5 separate regions of the Mus musculus genome follow, and all the other regions are linked to region 4. The links are chromatin contacts, called in public promoter capture Hi-C maps. All regions are on one chromosome and are shown on one strand. The core of a region is the stretch at or near the end of the contact, and the rest is flanking DNA. Distances in the headings are between cores, read along the strand shown.

The links. Promoter capture Hi-C pulls out the DNA fragments that hold promoters and counts their contacts.
Region 1: a promoter capture Hi-C map of hippocampal neurons shows a contact between it and region 4, with 2.6 times the contacts expected there. The contact joins the promoter of Mmp27 here to the promoter of Cep126 in region 4. A contact is called at or near these places in 8 of 39 promoter capture datasets (the 3T3-L1 cell line, embryonic stem cells, hematopoietic stem and progenitor cells and 4 more) and 1 of 9 other capture datasets (adipose tissue).
Region 2: a promoter capture Hi-C map of hippocampal neurons shows a contact between it and region 4, with 5 times the contacts expected there. The contact joins the promoter of Pgr here to the promoter of Cep126 in region 4. A contact is called at or near these places in 4 of 39 promoter capture datasets (cranial neural crest, embryonic stem cells, hippocampal neurons and 1 more) and 1 of 9 other capture datasets (embryonic stem cells).
Region 3: a promoter capture Hi-C map of hippocampal neurons shows a contact between it and region 4, with 3 times the contacts expected there. The contact joins the enhancer-like site here to the promoter of Cep126 in region 4. A contact is called at or near these places in 4 of 39 promoter capture datasets (hippocampal neurons, liver and pre-B cells) and 1 of 115 datasets of contacts at active chromatin or transcription factors (large pre-B cells).
Region 5: a promoter capture Hi-C map of hippocampal neurons shows a contact between it and region 4, with 4 times the contacts expected there. The contact joins the enhancer-like site here to the promoter of Cep126 in region 4. A contact is called at or near these places in 10 of 39 promoter capture datasets (cranial neural crest, embryonic stem cells, frontonasal cranial neural crest and 4 more) and 1 of 115 datasets of contacts at active chromatin or transcription factors (stem cell-derived neural progenitor cells).

What each region holds. Positions count from the first base shown.
Region 1 is chr9:7,569,965-7,572,745 of GRCm38.p6, reverse strand. Mmp27 (matrix metallopeptidase 27) reads right to left here and starts at 1,350. Exons shown (of 10, transcript NM_001310717.1): 1 at 1,145-1,350; 2 at 563-801. The coding sequence starts at 1,288. All of the region lies in intron 2 of Gm31751 (a long non-coding RNA gene), which reads left to right.
Region 2 is chr9:8,898,407-8,901,106 of GRCm38.p6, reverse strand. Pgr (progesterone receptor) reads right to left here and starts at 1,274. Exons shown (of 8, transcript NM_008829.2): 1 at 1-1,274. The coding sequence starts at 639.
Region 3 is chr9:7,215,078-7,217,802 of GRCm38.p6, reverse strand. It overlaps a transcript of Dcun1d5 not described here. Among named protein-coding and RNA genes, the nearest start is that of Dcun1d5, 32 kb to the right of the region's middle. Within about 2 kb of position 1,357, at least 4 of the 459 cell types and tissues checked have an H3K27ac peak or open chromatin away from gene starts, as enhancers often do.
Region 4 is chr9:8,133,041-8,135,740 of GRCm38.p6, reverse strand. It overlaps Cep126 (centrosomal protein 126), which reads left to right and starts at 1,295. Exons shown (of 11, transcript NM_001045524.2): 1 at 1,295-1,643. The coding sequence starts at 1,531.
Region 5 is chr9:7,594,014-7,596,713 of GRCm38.p6, reverse strand. All of the region lies in intron 2 of Gm31751 (a long non-coding RNA gene), which reads left to right. Among named protein-coding and RNA genes, the nearest start is that of Mmp27, 24 kb to the right of the region's middle. Within about 2 kb of position 1,258, at least 123 of the 459 cell types and tissues checked have an H3K27ac peak or open chromatin away from gene starts, as enhancers often do. A contact at or near this core is called in hippocampal neurons, where this site is marked.

The DNA of each region.
Region 1 (2,781 bases), core at 101-2,600, 560 kb after region 4:
TTCATTAAATCTCTTGTAGTTCCTTATCCTTAAATAGCCAAGTACACAGGGTATACATTGTTATACTGGGACCCATCTAAGATTTGAGATTTGATAGCTCTAAAACACACACACACACACACACACACACACACACACACACACACACACCCTCAACCACCCCTCTACATGAGCACATGCGTGGATGCACGAATGAACGTGTTCCTCCTCCCCCACACTCACACCCTTCCCTTCTTTCTGCACACCTCACCATGCCTCCAGGGCATTGTAGCAGATGGTGGTGCTGCCTATTCTGAGCTCACAGGGGAGAAGGGAGCCTAGAGATTGGAACCTATCTGCCTGAGCCAACTCTGTAGCACTAGCTACAGGCGATAGCCTTTCGATTTAGTTTCCGTGTGGTTGTCATACTGCCCACAGCATAGGTCTAATGAGGGGATGAGATACATAGAACCCACAAAGTGGCATGCACTTTCGAAAGTGTCAGTTAGATAAGCCATCACTGTGGTTGCTTCTTGGAGATTACTTATTTGGGTTAGTTAACCAAAGTTGGTAGAAACATTACCTGTATGTAAGGCTGTATTTTCTCCACCCAGGGAGTGTGTAGCCATATTGCCCCACATCTGGTACCCCACACCTGGGCACTTTCATGATCGCAAGTGTGTCTGAATCCAGTTTTCCAGTCACTGTCAATCCGAAAAATGCCTGCATTTCCCGAAGTTTTCCATCAAAGAGACTCCTGTTCTTGCTTTGGACAAAATGACTCCCTTCTATTTCAAGAGAGTAGAACTGGTTGAGATATGCCTGTCAGGAAAGATGTAAAGGACACAGACTACAGGAGAGCAAAGGTTTATGAGTGACTAGAATTAGCCAAATCACACACCCATACAACTAAGGGCAGCCACTTGGCTTATATTCTTACTGTTCCTTTCATCTTATGCTCTTGAAATTCTAGGAGACATCAGAGATGATGCTCTATTTTGCAAACTTATGCAATTTAACCTTAGAGTTAGACACATGGAAAGGACCTCATTCTTCTGAGATACTCTGAGACTCTGCAGGAATGTGCTGTCTTGGAAAGTCCCGAGAGAAGCTATAAAAGGCACATTTTATTGCTTGTTGCTTTTAGCATTCATTGAAATCCTACCTGGGCCAGTTGGTTGTTCTCCTCATTTTTGTCCTTCCTGTCTGGAGGAAATGCAGCGGAAAGTGTTATAAAATTAACCATCAGAGACAGAAGGCACTTCATTCCTGTCTCTTCAGTTAAAGCTTGTTTCTGTTTGTATGGCATTTAGAAAGTTGACAGTGAGACGTGGCATGAAGTAATCACTTAATTAATAACAGCAAAGCACATTGCCATGAAGTGTCTCATGACTTCGTTTTCCCCTTAGATAAACTTGAATTTTGCAACCACAGTTGGTGATTGCTTATCTAGCACATTGCTCACTTTTGAGCGCTGACAATAGCAAGGCCCCCAAGTTAGTCTTCTGGTCTCAAAACTGGTAGTTTTACTGGTAGTTTTGGTAGGTTGTTATGAATTTTGAAATAATTTACTTTGGCAGAAAACACTAGCATATCTTGGTAGTGTGATTGGAAGAGACAATGGAGTCGGATATTAGTTTAAGTACTGTGCTATGGTGCCTGGCTTCTATATGAGTTCTGCCTACTGAGCCACTTCCCAGCCTCTGTGTCTTTAATTGTTAGGAGTACTGGCTAGTTAAATATGAGTAATTGTTTGTTATTATTATTTATTTTAGTATTATATTTGAATGTTTTTTGTAATGTCTTTTTTATGGTAATGGTGTTAAACATTCTTTTTAAAAATTTATTTGTTTTTTATATCCTAACCAGTTTCTCATCCCTCCACTCCTCCAGTCCTCCCCCAACTTCTTTTTTCTCCTCCACATGTTAAACATTCTTATAGCAACTGTTTGCTTTTTTCTACCAGAATTGTCTCTGGTTTCTCAGAGTTTCTTGTTGGATGTCTGTTTATCACATTGCCAACTTTCAAATGTTTGTTAACTATGTTGTGCAATCTGCTTGGAACTTCTGGGACAGAAAGTTATCTGAGAAGCTGTTAGTACCCAAGGATGGGTGTGGGGAGTTGGAGACCTTTCTTACAGGAGGCAGGGTGTATTCCAGGCTTCTATGGTATGTGATGAGATTTAATTGAACACAATAGGAAAATGCACAATAGCAGATAGTTAATAAAACTCAAAGTGATATTTTGTTTGTGTAAGAGCAGCCGAGGTTTGGTCTGTGGCGTCTAGAGTGAATCACCTCTCTACATCAGGGGCTGTGTGGTTTCTCAAAAGATGGCTATTGAACCTACATTGCAGGTAGCATAAAACAAGGAAGGAAGAGAAATAAAGTTCTTAATATTCTTTGAGGAACCCCACCTGTCTTAGTCAGGGTTTCTATTCCTGCACAAACATCATGACCAAGAAGCAAGTTGGGGAGGAAAGGATTTATTCAGCTTACTCTTCCACATTGCTGTTCATCACTGAAGGAAGTTAGGACTGGAACTCAAGCAGGTCAGAAAGCAGGAGCTGATGCAGAGGCCATGGAGGGATGTTCTTTACTGGCTTGCTTCCCCTGGCTTGCTCAGCCTCCTCTCTTATAGAACCAAGACTACCAGCCCAGAGATGGTCCCACCCACAAGGGGGACCTTTCCCCTTGATCACTAATTGAGAAAATGCCTTACAGTTGGATCTCATGGAGGCATTTCCCCAACTGAAGCTCCTTTCTCTGTTATAACTCCAGCTGTGTCAAGTTGACACAAAA
Region 2 (2,700 bases), core at 25-2,524, 770 kb before region 4:
CGGCTTCACCCCTGCCCCGGGCCAGTGAGCACTCCCCGAGGTAGGGAGCAACAGCTGCCTGGGTGGTGACAGTCCTTTGGGCAGCACCTTCTGTCCTGCTCCTGTCCCGGAGCTGTCGCCAGCCTTGATCTCTGGCCGACTCATGAGCGGGGACAACAACCCTTTGGTAGCAGGGACACTGCGGGGGTCTTCTGGAAGCTCTGGCCCAAAGAGACACCAGGAAGTGATGGCCTCGCAGGCTGGAGGGCTGGCGTGACTCTGTTCGGTCCCGGAGGGAGTCAACAACGAGTCTAAGACACTGTCTAAGAGTCTGCTGTCCTTCTCCGGGGCTCTGGAATTTCTGCCTCCTTCCCTATGAGTGGCTTCTACCCCAGAGAAAGCTCCCTCCACGTCGGACAGCGACTGCTGGTCCCCTGTCTTTCCGTCTGGGAGCTCGGGACCCCGGCAGGACCGAGGAAAAAGCAGCCCGTCCAGGGAGATCGGTATAGGCGAGACTACAGACGACACGTCCGAGTGCTGGCTCCCTTGGAAGGGACCTGAGTCCAAGCGTGCAAGCAAGGGGGACCCGATGTGTGGGGGGGAGGGCGAAGCGCCAGACGTGTGGAGAACCTGCGGATCCTTTGCCTGCAGCTCAGTCATGACGACCCAAGCTCCCCTTTTCTCCTCCCCTGTCTCCTGGGAGGAGGGAAAAGGGAAGGAGGAGGGGGTGCCGGTGATATAGGGGCAGAGGGAGGAGGAAGTGGGTGTAGAGTCGCAGGACCCGTGGGATCTCCACCTCCTGGTTGGGAGGGGCGGTCTTGGTCAGCTCCTGTCCTTACCCTCCACCCAGACGCAGAGGAAGGGTGGTAGTCGCGCTGTCCCGGTCGCGGTGGGGTGAGGACAGGAAGAAGTAGCTGGAGCAAGCTGGTCTGGTCTGAGAACTGGGAGTTATTCGAGAGACTTTTTTTCGTGTTTCTTCTTGAATGGGAGACCCGGAACTGGTGTGGCCGGTGCTGAAAAAAAGGACTCCCGCTATCTCCGGACTTCTTATGTTTGTTGAAACCTAGACATCCTAGGAAGTTTGCTTTACAGTCCTCACCAAAAACCTGGGGCTAAGACGTAGCCCATTCTTACTCGTTCTCCTGCAGCGACAGTCTCTATGGCTCCCTAGGTTCTCTACAATCCCAGCGAGTTCTGGTTGCAGGTTGCTCTAGTAAAGCTAAGAGAAGTTAGCAGAATGTCAGAATCCTCGCACCCGTAAATACTACAAAGACTGATAGTGACAGTCTAGACTGGCTCCATAGCTTTCTAGCAAGCGTTGGCGCTCTAGGAAGGCCCGCCCAAAGCCCCTCCCTAGCCAATCACTGGCTAGATCTAAATCTCTGGCGTTGGAATTCCAGCTACTCACTAGTCTGATTCCACCTGGAATATCAGATGCTTTGAGAAGAAATCTAAACATATCAGAATTTGTACTGAATTAAGAAGCATGCCAGCCCCACCCTATAAAAAGCAAAGTTGTTGTAAAGATTTCAGGATTTGAAAATATTTGTAAATATTCAACACAGACAGTGACATATCGTGACATTTTATTTTTTGTATAAAAGGTATAAAATGATCTCAAGTATTTTCATTTTATTACGTGTATATGTCTCTGGGAGTGTATGTTACATGGTTATATAGTTGCTCAGACGTCAGCAGAGAGGGTGAGAGCCCTCAGAGGTGAAGTTGCAGGTGCTCTGATATAGGTGCTGAGGTCCTAACTGGGGTTCTCTGCAGGAGCAGCAAGTGCTCTGTGTGTATATGTGTGAGTGCTTGCATGTGTCGCGTGCATATGGTAGTCTAAGACTAGCCCCAAAGAGTGGATTTCCTCCTTGAACCATGCAGATTCTGGAGATAGAACTCATCCTGAGTTTGACACTGAACAACCTTACTGGCTGCCTGTCCAGCCTTCCTCTAACACGCTCAAACTATTCTTGTGACAAGTGGGCCACCAATGTGACTTAGCAGTTAAGGATGGAAGACAGTTGGTAACACATCGCTGCCTGTATGGGGAGTTTGGACATTGAGTGTCATATTCTGTTTGTTCTGATTTTCATGAGGTTCTCTTCAGTCCTTACTAAATATCTACATCACATATTAAGTTTTCCACTGGGAAAGCTAAATGGCATTTTCTCCCCTCTATGTTTCTCTACTCTTAGAATAATTACCATTGAGCTTTAAGAATAAATCACCTTTAAAGTCATGAGAACACTGTGGAGGGGAGAGAGTAATATGATTTATTTTATACACCGTCATAAGCTGTCCACTCTCAAGCCCAGTCAGTGGATGCCGTGACACATCGCTATTCAAAAGTGAGTTAGTCGTTTGGGAAATGCCTTTGAGTGTTTCCAGGCCATTTTAATGCTGAAGCCTGCAGTTATTCTCAGCCAGGTCTAGAAGATTTGTGAAAGGCTCCAAAACTGCAGAGATGGCAGAGCTGCTGGAGGCAAGGTGCCTAGATGTCAATCACCAGGGAGGTGCTACATAGTCGTGAATTGCTGCTGTTACACTGGACCATTGGGCTTGGGTGTGGACTATTCCAGCAATGAGATATTGCTGACTAATTTTAAATGTGTGAGAATTAGGGAGGGAGAAGAGAATTCAAGGAAGCAGTTATTGTATGTCTTTATGGTATCAAATGGTAAAACCGGAGTGTGGGAGCTGGGGGTGGAGGCATTCTGG
Region 3 (2,725 bases), core at 108-2,607, 920 kb after region 4:
TTGACCACAAAGGGGTTCCGACTCACAGGTTGAGAACTGCTGCTCTAGACTAAGAATCCCACTTACTTATATTTAACCACTTCTTAAGAACCACTGAACCATGTCAACTGTACTAACAGAGGAAATAATTGGTAAACATCATTGACATTAGGGGCCAAGTTTTTCTTACATTACCAAATGCATCTATAAGTGGACCAACTCTTTCAAATGATTTTATGTAACTGCTAGCATTTATTGAACACATATCCAGCAAGTTCAACTGATGCTTGATTCAGACTGGAGAATAGATAGTCTGCACGGTATTGCCTTGTCCTGATAAATAAGGATGTTACAAAGATCTTCATGTACAAAGAAATTCAAGAACTAGCATGAGGAAGAAAGAATGCCCAAAGGTGCAGAAAACCAGTCCTGAATGTGAGAAGACCTTCCTAGTGAAAATTGTGAGAAAGAAGAGGGTTCATTCACTGCAGATGTTATATTTCACCTTCAACTTCTCCAATAAAAGTCAGATTGGAAATCCGAGGACTGTAAAAAGGCTAGAATTTCCTTTCCACCGTTGACAATGCTTTTGGTTTTTATTTATTTTGTTTCCTACTAAACATTACAGTCTAATAGTCAATGTCTAATAACCTTTATCCATAGGTAAAGGTTGTTAGAGAAAATAAGAAAAGACAGAAGTATATATTCATATCTTCAGACACAATGATAGGAAAGCTTCCCTAGACGTGTGAAAACAGGTTTGTATAAGCTGTGATGCTTTGTATCTACATATTCAAACAGTGTGGATTAGCCTAAATGCCAAGCACTGTGATGGGTACTTGCCAGCACCAAAGACTAACGGGTCAGGATCTCTAAAACTGAAGAGAACAGATATTTAGTACACAGGTGCAAACTCTGGAGCGCTGGGAATGCTTGTACAACAGCTTATTTACATAGGTACTCACTTGGATATGGTTTTGCCTTGACTCCTATTACAAGATCAGCACAGTTAGGAGCTAAATCTGTTTTCTGAATAAATATTTTCATGTACAAGATTTTCTTTAATTAGCTCCATATTCTGTTCCATTTATATGTTTCTATGTTCAATCCATTATCATATCTGAACATAACTACAGTAAATGATACTTGTGTTTTCCTTGGATTTTATATGGAGATATATAATAACATCAACAACTAACTCCCTCTCCCTCAAAATCAGTCTTATTTTGTACTTTCAGAATAATAAGAAAAAACCCACAGTGGATGGAAAACTTGATTCTAAAGAGACTAAGACATTCATTTACTGAGGTTGAATGTTTAAGATTAAGCTAGCTTAATTAAATTCACTCAGTTCTTCACAATCCAGAAGCAGGCAAGGCTGCCCTCTAGTGCTAAAACTATCGAATTGAATCAGAAGGCATTTTCCAACTACCAGAAGTGAATTAGCATAGTATTCTTAAAACGTAAAACTGTATTGTTCAGAACAAAAAGTTTGAAATAATAAAATGACACATATCCTTTTAATGTACCATTTGATTATATATTTGGTAACTATTATCAGTATTGCTTTAAAAATCCAAGTGCTTCATAACATTAGGGGGTGTGCTGTGTCTGAGAATGTTAATATTACATCATTACTTGAAAAAGAAATTAAAGAAATTACCTTCCAACAACAACAACAACAACAACAAAGCGCAGGGCCAGAAGGGTTTAGTGCAGAATTCTATCAGACCTTCAAAGAAGACCTAATACCAATACTCTTCAAACTACCCCACAAAATAGAAACAGAAGAAAGACGACCCAATTTGTTCTATGAAGCCACAATTGCAGCTTATACCTAATCTACACAATCCCAACAAAGAAAGAGAACTTCAGAGCAATTTCCCTTATAAATATTGATGCAAAAACATTTAATAAATTTCTCACAAACTGAGTCCAAGAACACATCAAAACTATCATTCACCACGATCAAGTAGGCTTCATCCCAGGGATGCAGGCATGGTCAATATACAGAAATCCGTCAATGTAATCCACTACATAAACAAATGCCACAACAACAATAATAATAATAAAAAAAACCAAACCACATGATCATTTCATTAGATGCTGAGAAAGCATTTGACAAAATGTAACATTCCTTCATGTTAAAAGTCTTGGAAAGATGAGGAATTCAAGGCCCATATTTAAACACAGTAAGAGCAATATACAGCAAACCAGTAGCCAACAGCAAATTAAATGGAGAGAAACTTGAAGCAGTCCCACTAGAATCAGGGACTAGACAAGGCTGCCCTTTCTCCCATTCTATTCAATATAGTACTTGAAGTCTTAGCCAGAGCAATTAGACAACAAAAGGTCAAAGGGATACTAATTGGAAAGGAAGAAGTCAAAATATCACTATTTGCAGATGATATGATAGTATAATTAAGTGACCCTAAAAATTCCACCGAAGAACTCCTACAGCTGATAAACAACTTCAGCAAAGTGGCTGGATATTAAATTGACTCAAACAAATTAGTAGCCTTCCTATACTCAAAAATACACAGGCTAAGATAGAAATTAGAGAAACGACACCCTTCATAATAGTCACAAACAACATAAAATATCTTGGTGTGACTAACCAAGCAAGTGAAAGATCTGTATGACAAGAACTTCAAAAGTCTCTGAAGAAAGAAATCGAAGACCTCAGAAGATGGGAAGTTCTCCCATGCTTGTGAATTGGCAGGACTAATATAGAAAAAAATGGCCA
Region 4 (2,700 bases), core at 46-2,545:
TTTTACACTGGGCTCCAACAAAAAGGCCCAGTTTTGGTCCAGATTTTCATTTATATAGCCATTAACCTAGTGGCTCAAAACTGTTTAATTTTCTATACAGAAGCCATTTCAATACACAGATCTCTTTTGGCATACCTTCCCAGGAGATTATTAAGCTAAATCTGGACTTCTTTTCAGGCCATTTTTGCTGTGATGGTCCATTTGCAGATTCTGGCAGCCAATCAAGGACCATAACGATCTTTTGAAGTGGGACAGCAGAGAGAAAATGACCTAAGTATCAAGAAATGGATGAGAGCAAGTGAGGAAAGAAAATTTCCACTTTGCAAAGCTTTTTTATCTTTCTTTTTCTCCTCTTCTCCCTCCTCTTCCTCTTCCTCCTCCTCTTCCTTTCACCTCTACAAGGGAAAGTAGTTTTGAAAAGAGTGATAATGGGAAAGGTCTCACCATCTAAAAGTTCACCACAGGATTCCATACCTAACAAATTATGCCCCAAATAATCATTTCCAGGCTGTCTGTAATATTTGCCCGTATCTAGGAATTTTCCATTCACTGTCTTTCATCTGTTAATACTCTCAAGAAAACACTCAGAAAAGGGAAGAGCCGAATCAAGCTCTAAAGTACAGTTCAGCTATGCTCTCTCACAACTGCGAGTCATCTGCCCAACTCAACTTGCCCTAACTTGCCTCAGTTTACTTCATCTCAGTTTAACCTCAATTCACCTCAGTTTACTTTAGTTAAGTCAGTATAACTCAGCTTACCTCATTTTACCTTCGTAAATGGTAACTCGCTTTAACCTCAGCTTGCATCATCTTACCTCAGTGTACCTCCACTTGTGTCAATTTCTCTCTGCTTAATTAGGTGTAATCTCAGTTTGCTTAAGCTTGATTGAGTAATTCAGTTAAACCTCAGCTCACCTCAAGTTATCTCATCACACCGCGGTGTACCTCAGTTTACCTCAGCTTCCCTCTGCTTAATTAAGTTTAAGCGCAGCTTGCCTCAGTTTACCTCATCTCATCTCAGCATACCCGTTTAATTCCGCTTGCCTCCGTTTATTTCAACTTCTGTTTACCTCAGTTTACCTTGGCTTACTTTGTCTCACCTCGGTGTGCTTCAGTGTACTTAGCTTGCTTTCCTTAGCTTGCTTCCATTTAACTTGGTTTAACCTCGGCTCGCCGCAGTTTACCTCAGCTCGCCTCGGCCGCCCCTTTGAGCGAGCCGGCCCCTCATTGGCCGCTTCCCCCTCGCAGCCCCGCCCCGCGTTCCGCCTAGTTTCCGTCGCGAAGGACGCGGCGTCGGTTGGTTGTCAAGATGGCTGCGGCGGGGTCGCGGCCGCCACCTCCGCCGTCGCCCTGCGAGGTCGCCGCCCTCGCCGCTGCCGTCGCCACTGTCGCCGGGGCCGCTGCGAAGCCAGGATTGCCGCAGCCGAGCCTGCGACGCCCGTGACGCGAGACCTGGGAGACGCACTGCCCGGAGCGCCGAGGAGAGGACGAGGGAGGCCGAGCGGCCATGCGGACGGCGCTGAGGTGAAGGATGCTGGCGGGCAGGCCCGGAGCCCAGAGCGCAGGCGCAGGCGTGGGCGCCGGACCCCCAGACGCGCCGGGCGCCCGTGACGGCGGCGGTCGGCCGCGACCCGGCGCTTACCTGTATCCTTTCCACGCCCTCCCCCTGGAGCACGCAGGCAAGGGCATGGAAACTGGCAAGTCATTTTCAGTGCGGATATTTGCTTTAGCAGTTCTCACCCCACCCCACCCCACCCCACCCCGACCTGAAGTTACACTTTTGTCTCCTACTTTGTGACCTCTTCCCCCTCCTTCCCACCCCCGCACTTCGACTTGGCTGTCAGATTTTTGTGGATTTTTAAATGCATCGGTCCTGTATTGGACGGGCGAAGATTCGCCTTTTTGAATTACAGCGTTACACCCTTTACTTACAGAGACGTCTTAGTCCTGCTCCTTAGAAAGAGAAATTGCCCGAGGCTAAAATCGTGGGCTGTTCCGTTTTACTTGTTAGCCGCACACCCTTCCCAGAGCTGGAGAACCCTAGTTCGTTCTGATCATTTTGTATCCCATCTCTGTCCACTCTGTTGTCACACAGACGAAAGGAAAAGCAGGGGGCACGAATCTTGACAATCTGGATTATTTCTGATTTTCCATGAGAAATCGTTGAATTTCAATTTGATGTTACTATTGGTAACATAAACATTGTGGAAATGTCAATACGCTTTGTTTTTTAAGTACATAAAGCGGGTTTATTCTTCCAGAGAACATTATGATAATTAGAATTTACCCTTCATAGTCTCAGAAGACTGGCTGGTGGTGATGATGTTTGCTCATGTTTTTCTCAGGAAATGGAGTCCCTTCCACCACTACCAGCCTCCCTCCACTTCCTCAGCCCTAGGTCCCACCTTCTGCTAGGATATGCTCTTAACAGTTTTAACAGCAAATCATGAGTTTTCATCAAGGGTCTCCTCTTCGGCTGACCCTCCTCTGGGCTCTAAGAATGCAGGTACGTTAGGGCTCCGTTAATGCCCAAATACTCTCTCCTCAGGAACTTGTCTTCCATCCCTGGGTCATTCTGAGTTCTGAACAGTAGCCTAGGCAGTAGCAGCTGCTAGCTTTTGTCTTCTTGTCATTCCTCTTGCTGCTTCCACAAACTGTCTTCTTTTTTTTTTTTTTTTAAAGATTTATTTATTTATTATAT
Region 5 (2,700 bases), core at 9-2,508, 540 kb after region 4:
TTAAGTTTAGGGCTAGCCAAGTCTACATGGGGGACTCTGTTTCCAAACAGTAGCAGCAGCAGCAGCAGCAGCAGCAATAACAATGGGGGAAGAAACTCAACCAAGAGAGAGGTAAGGCATATTCTGGCTTTGAGTTCCAGAGGTTGTAGTCCATGGCTGCAGGAGTTCGTGGCTTTTAGACATGCAATAAGGAGAGAGTCTGCAGTTGTAAACCTGTTTATATCATGGCAGCTGGGGAAGAAAATGTGAGGGAGGGGGGAAGAAGAGGATAGAAAATCTGGGGTCCTAATATCCTCTTCAAGGGCATGTTCCCAATGATGTTAAGTTGCTTCTGCTAGAAGCTATCTCTTAAGAATATGCACATATATATGTATATATACATAAGTATATATGCCTATACATATATATGTAGAGAGATAAATAATAAATATAATTATTTATTATATAATTTCTCTATATATACACATACATACATACATACATACATACATACATACATATGGAGAGAGAAGCTTTGTATTGGGCTTACAGATGTATCTAGCTTTGGAGAAAGTCTTAACTGCATGAGAACTTTAGAGGAAATTCAGGATTCAAATAATTCTACTTGGAAACCTATTAGAGATGCAAATTCTGGAATTCATTCAAGACTGACTAAATCAGAAAATTTAGCCATGGGATAGCTGTGCCTGTTTAAAACAAGCTCTCTAGGTAATTTGGACTCTCTCTCTCTCTCTCTCTCTCTCTCTCTCTCTCTCTCTCTCTCTCTCTCACACACACACACACACACACACACACACACGCATGCACGCACTACACTAACAGTCATTTCAGAATGGAGCAGAAGTGAGGGCTATTGAAAAAGAGTCGGGGAGCACACGGGGCTTGGGAACTTGCTAGACACACCTATCAGGCCCTGCCCTCCCAAGATTTTGACCTAATTGTACAACAATTGATCATTTCTTTCTGTTGATTCTCGTTGCATCAGTGATTCATAATCTCAGCTTTAAAACACTTAAATGTGGAGAGAAAGATGCACCCTGTTCACCTTTGTGAGGTGAAAGCCACCAGCAGCTGAACTGTGGATTGAGAAGAGAACCAGGCCACCTTAGGTCAACCCCTGCACAGCCTAGGGTCAACAGGTTTAGCTGTGTTTGCCTCAGCTTACAGGCGTTGGCACACAGGCTAGGTTCTGCTTGTGGGGCATGGACCAGCTGCAGGTCAGGGCGGGAGAGTCTTGGTTCTGCTCATGATCACTAGATGGCAGCACTGGACTTCAGCTTCCACAGGAAACATCCCGAGCCTGCACAGCCAGGCTCTGCTGTCTGGTGCCAACTCCAAGCTTTCGGTTTCATAATCCTTAGAGGCTTGTGCATATCGGCACCAACACAGGGAGCACAGAAGGCACAAGCGAGGCTATGATTTATTTCCTTGTTTCGCTCCAACATGTGATCATCTCATTACATACACTCCTCTGGCCTCCTTGGTCTTGGTCAGTGTTGTGGACTCTCTCTTGCTGGGATAAACACTCTGATCAGAAGCAACTTGGGGAGGGAGGGTTTATTTGGCTTACACTTCCAGGTCATGGTCCACCATGGAGGGAATCAGAGAAAAGCAGGAGATTGAAGCAAAACAATGGAGGAACACTGCTTGCAGGCTACCTCTCTAGCTCACTCAGTCACAAGCTCAGCTAGCTTTCTTATACATGGCCTTCTTAAGGATGGTGCCATCCACAGTGGACTGGGTCCTCCCACATCAATTAAGAATCAAGGCAGTGTCTCACAGACATGCCTGCAAGCCAATTCTCAATGGAGGCTTTCTGCTCAGATGACTCTAAACCTTGTCATGTTGACAACAGAGCTAACTTGGACAGACACTGTACTGACTATATAGAAGCCAAAGACACATCCCATACATTAAGTTGTGTGTGTGTGCTCGTGCACATGCAAAGGAGGCTAAAACAACCTGCAACAGCAACAAAAGTACAAACTGAAGACAGAGATTGTTGTATAGAAAGGAATCGTAGTCAAAAGAAGATGACCCCCCAGTCAACGCATGCAAATATGAGCCCCGTCCTTGCCATTGGTGAACATGCAGCTTAGTTTTCTCCTCTGTCACTGAGTGGATGGAGAACACGTCTGTTTTCTTCCTTTTCTTGAAAGGTTAAAAACTACACAATATTACAGACATGCCAAAAATTAGTGAAATACAATCTACTTGAATATTCCTATAGTTCAGGTCTACTCAAAATCCCGCAGCACACTGCTCTCAGTCAACTTTACCGTGAGTGGAGCGTGAAGCTTCCATAGTGTTGTATTACTTTTTCTGAGATGTGAAGAAATGTTTGTCCACCCTAGACAGAGTCAAAGTTAGACTAAAGCAGTAGCTCTCAACCTTCCTAATGTGGAGACCCTTTAATATAGTTCCTCATGTGGTGACTGCTAACTATAAAATTAGTTTGTTGCTACTTTATAACTGTAATTTTGCCATTGTTATGAATCATAATTCAGATATTTGATATGCTGGGCCCAAATCAGCTGTCGCTCACAGGCTGAGAGCTGGTGGAGTAAAGAAACAACTCCATTCATGTCCAGCATGATGAACCAGTTAGTAAGACTTATAGGGACCTGGGTGAGGAATTACTTATAGGCATATGGATGACCCCAAGCCCATCATTGAGAAATTCTACCAGAGCATGGGTGA